Linked DNA regions of Gossypium hirsutum: region 1 is linked to region 2. A link is a contact called in public Hi-C data. All regions are on one chromosome and are shown on one strand. The core of a region is the stretch at or near the end of the contact, and the rest is flanking DNA. Distances in the headings are between cores, read along the strand shown. Region 1 holds the start of LOC107887425 (zinc-finger homeodomain protein 11). Region 2 has its middle 49 kb from the start of LOC107888167.

Evidence for each region. A called contact is a pair of places that touch in the nucleus more often than the background predicts.
Region 1: a contact with region 2 is called in a Hi-C map of leaf, with 4 times the contacts expected there. The contact joins two enhancer-like sites. A contact is called at or near these places in 2 of 34 Hi-C or Micro-C datasets (callus and leaf).

Annotation. Positions count from the first base shown.
Region 1 is chrA03:66,054,934-66,061,496 of Gossypium_hirsutum_v2.1, forward strand. LOC107887425 (zinc-finger homeodomain protein 11) reads right to left here and starts at 1,503. Exons shown (of 1, transcript XM_016811663.2): 1 at 1-1,503. The coding sequence starts at 1,041. The coding sequence ends at 271. Within about 2 kb of position 4,423, at least 3 of the 9 cell types and tissues checked have an H3K27ac peak or open chromatin away from gene starts, as enhancers often do.
Region 2 is chrA03:65,519,481-65,525,809 of Gossypium_hirsutum_v2.1, forward strand. No RefSeq gene overlaps it. Among protein-coding and RNA genes, the nearest start is that of LOC107888167, 49 kb to the left of the region's middle. Within about 2 kb of position 2,326, at least 2 of the 9 cell types and tissues checked have an H3K27ac peak or open chromatin away from gene starts, as enhancers often do.

The DNA.
Region 1 (6,563 bases), core at 3,173-5,672, 540 kb after region 2:
CAAAGATTTATGTTATAATACGTCTAAATATCAATTAACAGATAGAATTAACAATGACAAAATAATTCTCTTTAATTGTTATCCTCACAAGTCATATCCTCTGTTCTCTCCTTCTTTCATCTGCCATCACCAGTAATTAGATTACTAATCACCAAAATGGAAAAATAAAAAAAGTTAAGGCCCAAATGTAAAAGAGCAGCAAAAACACCATCTATGTCTGCTGCTTTCTTTCAAATTCAGTAGTGTTTTTTTTTTCTTGTCTTTTCTAAATTAAGATGTAGAAGACCCATTATTAGTAGAAATATGAAGCTGAATACTATCCTCATTGTTGTGCATGTGACTATTGGAATCAAGAGCATTTCCATTATCTTCAATATTGTTGTTGTTGTCATGGCTGTCGTGAAGATTGAGATTTCCAACTGATAATAGCTCTTTCTTGCTAAAAGTGTTCTTGTTGTTGTGCATCCAAACCTTGAGAACTCCTCTATTAACCCCAACTTCATAGCAAAACTCTTGTATCAATTTTTCTTCACCCTCTGGCATTCTCCAACCAAGCCTTTCAGCGAAAGCATGCATCTTTTCTTTCTGTTCCTTAGTGAACTTTGTTCTTGACCTCTTTCTCCCACTTGGGTTGTTGTTGTTTATCCTTGACACCGAAGGATTGGAGTTGCTGAGGTGATAATGGTACTCATCCATTGGCCCTGAGTAGGCAGTGCTCAAGGCCAGCAGCATGTGCGGTGCAGAAGAGTAGTAAGAGAATGGCACAGGTGAAGGTGGGGTACGGCTTGGACCTGGGCTATGAGTCGGGCTTGGACTTGAGCTAGGATTAGGTGGGGGTGGGAGGCGGTGGATGAAAGCAGGGCCATCATAAGGGTCACGGCGGTGGAAGTTGCGGTGGCAACCACAGGCAGCACACTTGAAGGAGGCAGGGTCAGTTGGGGTAGCAGAAGGGGTAGGCATGAACTCTCCACAACCATCCAGGGCATGTCCACCCAAGCTAGCTGCATGGTTTTTGAGGCATTCTTTGTAAGAAAGCACCATTTCCTCCTCCTGCTGAGGGTGGTGGTAGATGTTGAGGAGTAATAAAGAGTTGGCGACCTCGGCGCTTGTGGGGTGTGTGTCTCTGATGAGGACTCAGCTTGTGGGTTGGTTTTGGTGTTTGATTAGCTCCGTTGGCCAAGAAAAGAATAAAAAGGGGTGAAGCCTTTGACGTGGTGAATTAGGAGGGTGGGGACATTTTTGTGGGGTTAGGACACCATTTTCCTTGAGGATGTCTACATATTTACAACATAGATTGATGGTTTAAGGATTGTGAACTTAATTATGATGATGTGGTGCATGGCAAAGGGGTGATGATGATGATGAACGAAAACTGATTTTAGATGGTATAGTTTTAATTTTATAATTATCATCATCAACCAATGTTATTGTTATAGCAGTAGCACGAAATTAATAATGATAAAAATGGAGGTAATTAAGAAAGGCATATCATGGAAGATTTTTCAACCACTAGTCACGTTTCCTTTGCCCTATCTTTAAATTTCTTCCCTCAAGTGATTTTCTGATCAGAGTTAGTTATGAGCAGTAAATAATACTCCACTCCATATGATTCAAGGCTTTGGATTTTCCATTTACACAAAAACCAGACTACGTGGGCAGCGATGAATATGATGCATACACACACTGCAGTCAGATTTGCCATGTGTCTGCCTCACATTTGTCACCTCACAGTTGACTAGGTAACTTGTTTATTATATACTTGAAAGATTCCAATCTCTATACTTTCTCTGTAAGTAAACATCAACATATTTATTTATTTATTTATATTGCAGAGAATAAAATAACATTTGAATGGGAAATACTTTAATGGTTTTGAATGCAAGGAGGAATTCCAGAAAGGGCTGATAAAAAAGTTATCCATTCCCTTCCTTGTTTTACAACCCAAGCAATGACCCTCATGACTTTATTAATGTTTAAGATAGTTAGTAGAAGGGGTGATTCGGATCAGCTTTGATAAAGAAAATTATGATTATTTTGGTTTCATAAATCAAACTGAATATCAATAGGTTAATGTAGGAGAGGGGGGGGGGGTGATAAATACATTGAAGCCTACCATTCAAATAGAGTCCTTTAATCAGCCTATTTTATGTCCAGACAAAAATTAAGGGATTTGGAAATGGATTTTGGGAAGGTTGGGACGGGCCATTTCTATAAAAAAAAAATAATAATTAAATGTTAAATATAAGGGTAGGTAGGGGCCATTATCATCCTCTTAATCATAATTCTCTGCTTCCACGTGGTGTCTGAAAAGCAATAATATACGGCAAGGCAAGGCCATCAAGTCATGTTCTAATTTTCTTCTACTAACTCGACTATAATAAAGTTAGTCTTTGCATACATTCATCTCTTTTTGTTTTTGGCATTGAGTAAGGATTTTGGTTAAATATAGAAGATGATTAATGAATGCAATTGAAATACTGGTTTAGAGATGTGATATTTTGTCCTTTATGCTTTGCGACTCATCTTAATCCTTCATATAATAATTCAATCATAGATAAGGAGGCATCAAATTTAAACTATTTCAAACCAAATAAAAAGTTTGATCCCAGCGTGACAAGAGTGGAGTGATGAATATGAATCAAATTATGACCCTAAAACTAAACAGAGCAAAGAATTAGAGTCCAAAACAACTTGAGGAATGTCCTGACAATCATGTCATCATCAAAGAAGCACGCGCATTTGTGCACAATTTGACACAATAAAGTTCAAGTAATGCTCTACCATTGAAACTACATTTTGACCATTTCTTCCATTCCAACCCTTAATCATTTTCATTACAACTTTATACCCTTTGCATTCAGAATGACAGGAGACACCTCACAATGTGTTATTCGTGCTAAACTTCCTTTATTTATTTATTTATTTATTTTCATCTTCCAAACCTTCTTTTTAGAAGAAATACTCTTAGGAAACTATTTTGTAAATTTCAACTTCTGTTATTATCACTTGCAATACTAAATAGTCTTCCACTCACCGCGTCACTCCACCCCCCAAACTTTGTTGCATGTTTTAAGTACAAATATTAAAAGTCATGTTCTTTTATATGAAAATTCTAGCTTTCTGGAATGGAATCTAGCTTTGATTCAAGTTTCTTTTTTCTGTTTATGTCAGCTTTGTAGACTTGCAAAATGCCAACTATATATGATAGTGATGAATGCTGTTTAAATTTCGACTGATTGTGGTGTATGAATTTATGCCAATTATAATTGTTAGCTGCAACGCCTAATGTAATTTAAGGAATACTCAATTGTTGAAATTTTTTTACCTTCATTACCGCATAAAAGATTAATGGATTTACTATATGATTACACTAACTAAAGTCATGTACTATGCATATTGAACATTAGTAGGTACATTGAATAAAATTATATATCTTTAGTGTTCAAAGTATGATTTACTGTTTCAACCTTTAATTATTGATTTTTGAAGACTTTTAACAACTCATTAGTGAAGTCTTTACATGAAAAAATTAAGCCAAGGGATTCAATCTTTCATTACAATCTAAGTTCCCTTGAATACAATATTTGTTTTTCAAAGAATTTGATGGCAAGAAGATTTCTACCGAATATACACTTTATTGGAAATATTTTAATGACTGTTTCAGTTTGAGTGGAATTAGTTATTGATATTGATTGTAATTGAACAAGCCTTTTATCTATATTTATAGATAATTTATTTAAGTAAGAAGGTGAGATTACTTTATTTGCTCAATTAGGAATTGTTAAATTTTAAGTAAAATATTTTGTGTTCACCAGTTTACATCTAAGCTTTCAAGTGGAAAGTTGTAGTATGAGATTGATTTCGCTCAAAGTATAAGAATGATGTTGCAATTTGACGAGTGAGTTGAACTTAAATCACAACTTATTTTTATTATTTATTACGTAAACAAAGTTTAGTATTCATCTCCATTTTTACTATTAATAGTTACTTTCTTCAACTGCAACTCAACGAGCTAAAAATTAGCAAACTTTCAATATGTGTAGCTGCAATACTTTCGCCATCAGAGAAATATTTAGATAAGCAGGAATAAAGTTACTACAGTTTTTTATCCATCTTCCTTTTTGGGATTGTTTTTTTCTCCTTAAATGAGACCTTGCTAGTGATGTTTATCAGAACAACCAGCAATCAAGAGGGTTATTGTCCTAATAATTGAGGATTCCTCAAAGGGAAAGCACATGTCCAAGTGGCCAGCAGAGCTTAACTGGGGCGGTTTTAAAGACTCAAAGGCAATGGTAAAAAGGCAGAGAGGAGCAGGAAAAATGGTCCTTAATTTGGTCTGACTTTAATTTCCCTGTGGAAACAACTAGAGTCGTGTCACCAACCATTCAAACCTACAGAACCAGATTCCATGGTCCACTCTTTTTAAGTGATTGGGCCCCCCACATACAAATATTAAATTAGAGATGCCCCTCTCCCTCACTATGCTCTAGGTTTTTGTACATATAGAAATTATCACCACAATTTACAAAGTTTTTATGTTATTTTTGGAGTAATGGGTGGATCATATCAGCATCCACCTAAATGCATTTATTTGCATCTATGAAACATTACTCAAGAAGATAAGATCAGAGAAGTAGAGAAAAAGAAAAATCTTGGGAGGCTGTCAAAACGGAAAAGGGCCATTCATTATAGAGGATAAGAATATTGCATTATCATGATCTATTGAATGTCAGCTTTCATCTAATCTACTCTCTTGATAAAAGTGTCCAAAATCTTGTAACATGAAATTCTCTTAGTGTAGATTTGAGCTAAAGTTCTCTTTTCCTTTTCTAGGTGAATTTAATGAGGTTTTTTTAACCCAAACAACAAACCTTTCAATAACTTCCATTCTTTTTATTTGCATGGATAGTAAAAAAGATGCCATACAATACAAATATATTATCACTGTGTCAGCAACTATGTTAGCAAACTTTAATTCCAAGTTTCAAGTTCAGTGTATTTTCATTTGGGAAACCCCTTTTGATTCATTTATAACTTTTTCTTTTAATAATTAAGGGTTGAACTGTGTAACCTAAAAAAATTTAGTTTGAAGTTTGAGGATATGGTCCTTTAGAAACCCAAAGAATGCCTCCAAACAGAGTTGGGCTTAACTGAGATCCTATAACTCATTTTTGTATGACGAGGGATATGCAGTAAAGCCCCTCTCCTGTAATTTTTGCTTTGTCTTTTTACGAAGATTGAAGTCCCAGCTAGAGCTGCTCATGGCTTGAATCACGCAAACTTGAAGACTTGATGGAACAATAAGAGAATTTGGATAAATATAAGAGGGTTTGATAAAATTTAAGTTTTGTTTTTTAAATGGGTCAAGCTTTAATTAAGATTATCTGAATATATTATATTATAAAAATTAATTATATTAATTATATATGTTAAATAATAAATTATATATATTAAATCACTGACCTAATAAAAATTATATTTCTTATCCAAAATCTAAAAAGACTTACCCAATTAAATAACTTAACCCAAAATATAATATTTTAAAAATTAAATTTAATACAATAAAACATTTATTATATTTATGTTAGTATTTTTAACATAAATATTTTTTAATATATTAGAACATATTTATTTTAATTTTTTAGTGCATTATATTTTTTAAATAAAATAATTCTAAAAATCAAATATTAACAATTCGGGTGGAATCTAAATTTACAATTTTTAACTTGAGGAAGACTTAAAAAAAAAATTAAATCCATGTTTTGGATCTAATAGACCAAACTTAAAAAGTTGATTTAAATACTATATATAATCCATACTCCCCCATAAGCAAACTCTAGTCCCGGCCCAGATGCACAGTTAAAGGGTCGATTCCTGTTATAAATTCCAAATCCACTTTTACTGTCTGACCTTGTTTTATTGAATTCCACACTTATTTGATCAAAGACTTTTGGGCCTTGGGTCACTGTTTTAAATTGGAATTTTGTATTATTTTCATAATTAAGGTCTTCTCGTTTCACTAATCCCAAACTTAATAGTTAAAAATTGCACTTTACTCCCTCATGAAAATTAATAATTCAAAGTCATTGCTGTCAATTCATTTATAGTGATATAATGTTGATCCAGAATTCATTTCTCTGTCGAATTAAGATGCTCCTCCAAAACACTAAGTACAGAATAAATTTGATTGATGTCATTGTTTCAAGTTACGCATTTGAGATTAATTAAAGTTAGACTTCATTTTTACTAAAATATACAGATTTGGAAACAAGTAGTGAACATATTTCTTTAAATATCTAAAAACTTTAGTGCTTACTTCCACAACAGACTAAAAATATATATGGTACTAATTAAATTTAATTATAGTGACTGCTACAGCATGTGTGTATTAAGTGGTCAATTTTATTATGGAGAATTTTCTGCTTTTTCTTGCCGTAAAGAATCTCAATCTTCCAGATTTTATTGGTTCCGATGAATCATCTTTAGAGAATTTAGAAAAAAAAGGTGCAGATAAAATTATTCGTTATCATCGGGATTGTGGGGTGATTAGTTCTTTCTGTCAC
Region 2 (6,329 bases), core at 1,076-3,575:
TGAAAATTAAATCATACTCAAATATCAATTCTCCAAATAATTTTAACTTATCAAAATTAGATTTTTAAAATATTTACATAAAATTTTAAGAGAGAATTGTTCTTTTACCTTCATCTAAACTTATAATAAGTGTTAAAGTAATTGATCTTCAATTATAAAAATAAAAATATTTCATTAAATAATAAAAATATAAACACGTGTATTCATGTACAAAGCATATGATGCCGAAAATCAATATAAATAAATGAGCCACTTGTCAGATCCTCAACCAGCTTGTGGATTTTAAAAAATTTCAAAACATTTTTTAAACTTGCTTGTGGAATAAAAAAAATACACCGCTCAAAATCATTTAAATCATTTTAATTAATTTAAATAATTTTAATTAGCTTTATAATTTAAATAATTTAAATAATTTAAATTAATTTTCTTGTCATGGCATGAATTGTGATGGACTCAAACTGAAGTGCTAAAAATCCCAAGGCATGATTGCTTTATCGTCCCCAGTTCTATATATTTATTAAATAAAGCCCCAACTGCGATACATATCGTCTAGAGTTAGAAAGGAAAATTCTGATATAACTAGTATATAAAACCTGACCACTTGTTTGCCTTTGCTATCGGCTCTTTCTATATGTTAATTCAATTCATCTTTTTAGGAAAAAAAAATGACTTGTTTCTATGTAGTCATTTTCCAACATTTTTTGCATGGTTTTATGTTAATTAATAAGAAGCTGAAAGTCAAGTCTCTATGTTTGAGAGGCAAAAGTCAATTGTAATTACTCAAAATTTCCTCTGATTTTGTGGGCTTTGGAAAGCCAAACACTATGCAGAATTCCTCAATTTTTCTTGCTTTTCGGTAATGGCAATTAAGTGAGAACTAAAGTCAAGTTTGAATTTCATTTTGAAAACCTGTAGCATGAGTGCTTGGAATCAAAATTTCTCGTACTTAAGAACTTGGTAAAAAATGTCTAGTAAGTGGGTGGCAAGTGGAGTACCATGAATTTAATGGGGGTTGAGTTCACAGAGTAAAATGTCAAACTTGGGACTCCAAATTCAGTGAAACTCCCCAAATCTAGCCCTCGGTTGGAACCCTTTTTGTCTGTTCCTTCGCCTAGGGCTTTGCTTTCCAAGCGTGTAACCTTTTTATTTATATTTTTTCTCAACAATGAGTCAAAACTGTTCCAACTCCACCTTCAAATGCCTCTTTTTACGTGCAACATTAATCCCCTTAATTACAATCATGTATGTGGAAATTAAACCCCTCTTTTGCTGAAAAACCTTACAAATCCATTTGCTTTTCTCTTTCAAGGAATCCAAATCCTCCTTTAATGCCTTTTTGTCCCCCCCCCCTTTTAAGATCTCTTTTTACAAAGCCCATTTTTGCATAGAAGAAGAATCTCAAATATATATTCAAAGCCATAAACAATTAAAAAAAAGTTACCGACTCTCTGTCCTTTGTCTTGGAAGTCATGGTCGTTGATCATTGTTGATCTCCCATAAAATTTTTCTTAAGATTATTAAAAATCCGAAAAGTAGAGTGGTAAAAACAAACAAAAAAGCAATAAAAAGTCAATGATCCATTATTTACATTAAAAAAAGCATTCCAATACATGCAAGAGGCAGCTTTCTTTATTCCTTAATGAAGGAAGGGAAAATCATGGTTTCTAAGACAACTTAATCACATGTTGATTTAAATGTTAACCTTGGGATACTGTGCAAGCATCATGAGTTTGATCTATGAAGTTTAATTCTACCGTACTAATGTTAAGAGTTCAACAAACCATCATCGCTTAAATTCTTAATACAAACAGTCCAAGGAAATTAACCTGCGTCAGGCTTCATGAGCTTGTTCTATCAAGTAAGAGACAGTTCTCTACAGTTCTAAGAATGCGCACAGTAAAGCTGAAGAATCCCTAATTGATCCATTTTGTCATTCTTTTGGAAATGGACCGATTTTTGCGTCCCAAAGGTGCAGTTGTATCCAATGATTAAGTCGATATTTTAGTTAAAGCGAAGAAGATAACAGCGGTTGTATCCATTTTATTAACGCAAATGAGCACCTGATACAAAATACTGGTATGAATCTTAACAACCAGAAACAGGGAACCGCCAAAACCATGCTTAAAACATCTCAATACAAGTGTTGTTCATCCAGAAAGATGACGATGGAGTGAAAGCGTGAGAACTCGTTGCTTGGGAACCGTGACGTGGATAGTGCCCAGGCCAGATAGGGGAAACGATGGCCTTGACAAGGCTGTGGAGGACAGCTGTGCCAACACTGATAAATATGGTTTGTTCGGCTAGGGGGTTAACACCAAGTCTGGGCCGTTGAAGGGCTTCGCTTATGAAAACAATATAATTATTGAGAGCCCGAGAAGTTAGTGGTTCAAGGGTATGAGATGGGGCCGTTCAATAACTATTACCTAAATTGCTTCTTGGTCTCTCAAAGCATCTGTGGAAACAAGGGGAAGTCGAGTGAGAGATAACCTATTTATCTAGATTTTTACTGCTCGATCTTTTTTCCTGTTACAATTGTTGTGGGTTAGTTACTAGAGATTTAATAATTCCTTCAAAGACATACTTTAAGTAAAAGAAGATAGTTGTGTGAGAGCATGTGGCCTTGGTTGAGAATTTTGAATATTTTGTGGTCTTGCTGCATAACTAAAATTTGGATGATCCCCCCATTCAAGATTGCAAGTATTTATAAGGGATCATACCTCCTCTGAGACGAACCGAGAAATCCTCCAATTGCATTAACATGCTCTCTTGAATCTTCTTGGAATGTCGGGTACATGTCAATTTGGTGACTGAAATTAGCACAAATCCACGAAGCTTTCACCTATTGTATGTTCCTTACAACAATTTTATGAAATAAGAGAGGTTAGTTCAGAAATTCCATTTTCAAGAAAAAATCTTTCTTTCCATAGGTAAGTCATTCAAAAAAACATTAGATGAGTAATTGTTCCGAAATTTCATGTTGAGGGTAACTAGCACAAAATTGTTTTAATTTCTCCCAATACTAATAAAGGGCTTCCATGTGTTTCCATTTGATGCTATAAATATCCTTAATAGAAGTAGCCCGTGAAGTAGAAAAAAACTATCTAAAAATATATCATGCCTGTTCATGTGGTTATAGATCCAAAAGGTAAATAAAATAATAAGTCCTTTGTTGTAACCACAAGCAAAAAAGTAAAGGTTCTTAGTTTGAATTGTTCTTCATATACTCTTTGAGATCTCATAGTAGAACACACAGGATGGAATTCTTTCAGGTGGATCCTTATTTTCTAGACCACAAAAAGTATAGAACAAATGAATTATTCTAAATTTTAATTCAAAAAATATCTCTAATTCAGGGTACTCGATGCAAATCAGTTGTTGATTTAGATCCAGCAGGACTAACTCTCTCATGGTTCTTTCTTAATTAGCCATCTCTTCTTTTGTTTCCGATGCATTAGATGAATCACCTGAATCAAGTGTAGTATCCAGGATGGTAGATGAAGACAATTGGTTACAATGCGGTTTAACTTTTTTCTTTAGTCTTCGAGCAGTTTTCTCGATCTTAGGTTCGTACTAGAGTTCACCTGCACGGAAAGATTGAGACATAAAAAGAAATTAAATTATCAACATCAATCCATAGCAATAATGACAAAATTTTGTGGGTATTGAAACTAACAAAAATAAATTCCTACACAATAATATAAATATTTGTATATAGCAATAAATAGGGTCAAATTCACAAAGACTATTGATAATTCTATTTATATAGTAAAAACGAGTAAAATAAAAATAAAGGGAGATTTAAATTAAGATTAAAATTGAAATTAAAATTTTCAAAAGAAATATTGCAAATAAAAATAAAAGGAATCAATGTGATGAAAATCTAGTCAAAGGCGAAATATCAATTTTGATTCATGATTTTAATGATTAATGCAAAGATAATTTCAATATTTTTTAATAAATTAGTTGTAGTTTCGAACATCGTGCCTAGAAATCAATCTCTCATTACCTTTGTGATAACTAAGAGGAAGCTCCTATAAATTATTTTGCTTATTGACAAATAACCTTATAATGAAGCATTTAAGCATTAATTTAATAATAACATTAAAAACTAGAGTGACCTATTGTGACAGCCCTAATGTGACCCTAGTCGGGAAGTGGTTTTGGGACCACAAAACCGAGTCACAAAAATAATTAACTGTCATATTTGATGCTTATTATATGTATATATGCATGTGTGAAAATTTCATATTTGAATTTTGTTAATTGTAGGTGAATTTTAGTAAAAAGGACTTATGTGAGAAAATTTAGAAATGTGCTAGGCAAATGTAAAGTGGCCTATTAATGCATGCTATAGAAATGATGGGTTTGCATGTCAAATTGCCCTAAATTTGAGCTAGTGGCCGACCATGCTATGGGTCATAGCATATTTTAAGCATGGTGTGTTAATGTTTCATGTTGGAAAGAATAAAATAAAAGAGTTAGTAATAAAATAAGGGGATGAAGGGTGATGAAAACAAAGAAAAGAAAAAAAATGTTCATCCTTTAACATCTTTGGCCGAAAATTCTAAGGAGAAAGGAAGAAGAAAGGTTGAAGAGGTTCGGCCATGCATGTAACTAGGCTAAGGTATGTTTGATGTTGCTCCATGAGATTCATGTATATTTTTAGTTGTTAGCTTGAGTTCTACCTAGCCCATGGTTTAAATCTTTGCTATGTGAGGGAGATGATACTCGGCCATGGGTGTTGTCTTCTTGGTTGGTGTTTGATGTTGTGTTGATGAGGTATGAAGATGATAGAGTGTGTGTGAGAATTTGAAAAAGGTAGGTCTTAGCAACTTCATGAAGCATTCGGCCGTGGTAGGAAGTAGAAGAGAAATATAGTTGTTGTTCATGTTAGATGAAGTAGAGAAGTTGTGTGCTAAGGCCGAATGTGACTTTGAATACTATTGAGTAATGTATGTGTTTTGAATTGATGGAATGGAGAGGATGCTTTAATTTTTGTTATGAATAATTATATGTTAAATTAAGGGTTGCTAAGTTAGCTATTAAGGTGAAGTGCAAATGTTAGTATTTGATTACTAGTGTATATATGTGTTTTAGCCGAACTTTGAACTTGAAACAAAATGGTAATTAGTCAATACAAGTGACCATATTTGTAGAATGTATTAAGTGTACAATCGGCCTCACCATAGACATGCATATTCGGCCACATGAATGAATACATAGATTGATGTTGTACGTTCGGCTATAGGTAAGCATATTGATGGCTTTATCTTGACTTAGAAAATCGGCTAAAGGAGAATATTGGCTAGTAGGTTGAATTTGATTCATGATTTCATACATATATGACTCTAATGCCTAATATACATGGGCTAAGTACCTTGAATTTCTCCTTGATGTTCAAAATGATTAAATCAATTTATTTGTTAAATTAAGCTCAAGAGCAAAAGGGAACTAAATCCGACAAAGGAAAGGAAAAGGTGATCGAATAGACGTTGAAATCGTTCGACAACATTCGAGGTAAGTTTTCGAGTAATGGAACTTAGATTATGATTCGATTAGGTCATGACATATAAGTATGACAAATAAACGGTGATATAATGATTCTACTTGAATTATATATTGAGGTGATTAGTTTATACCTATGACGGGTAGCCGAATGTGTATAGAGATCATGTTATAAAGCCAATCAAAATCGTGCTCTTTGTATGTGGCTATTGAGCCGAAATTAGTAAGTGTGATAAGTGTCTTGTGTTTGAGTTTTGGTAATGAAAATGAAATATGGATGTGTCATGATTTATTGATATATGTGCATGGTTATTCGAATGATATCCGGGCTAAGTCCCGAAGGCTTTTATGCTAGTGACTATATCCGGACTAAGATCCGAAGGCATTTGTGCGAGTTGCTATATCCGGGCTAAGACCCGAAGGCATTTGTGTTAGCGACTATATCCGGGCTAAGTCCCGAAGGCATTTATGCTAGTGACCATATCCGGGCTAAGACCCGAAGGCCTTGTGCGAGTGGTTATATCCGGCTAAATCCCGAAGATACTTGGGTTTGGGAATGAGCGATCTTGCTGTAATAATTTCAATTAATACGCTCGTAAAATCCCAACGATGAGGTAAGTTTCGTATATGCATTGGAATAATTGATTCCTTCTAAATAGTGTTCGCTCAATCGATTAACAAGCTTCCGGCTTTTAGTCAAGTTGATTCCTTATGTATGAATATAAGGGTTGGAAATGTGAAGTAGGTATGATTGTGAGAATATGTGTATATGAAATTATTCGTTTAGTCATATGAATGCTATATTTTAGTTGTGCATGACTTCC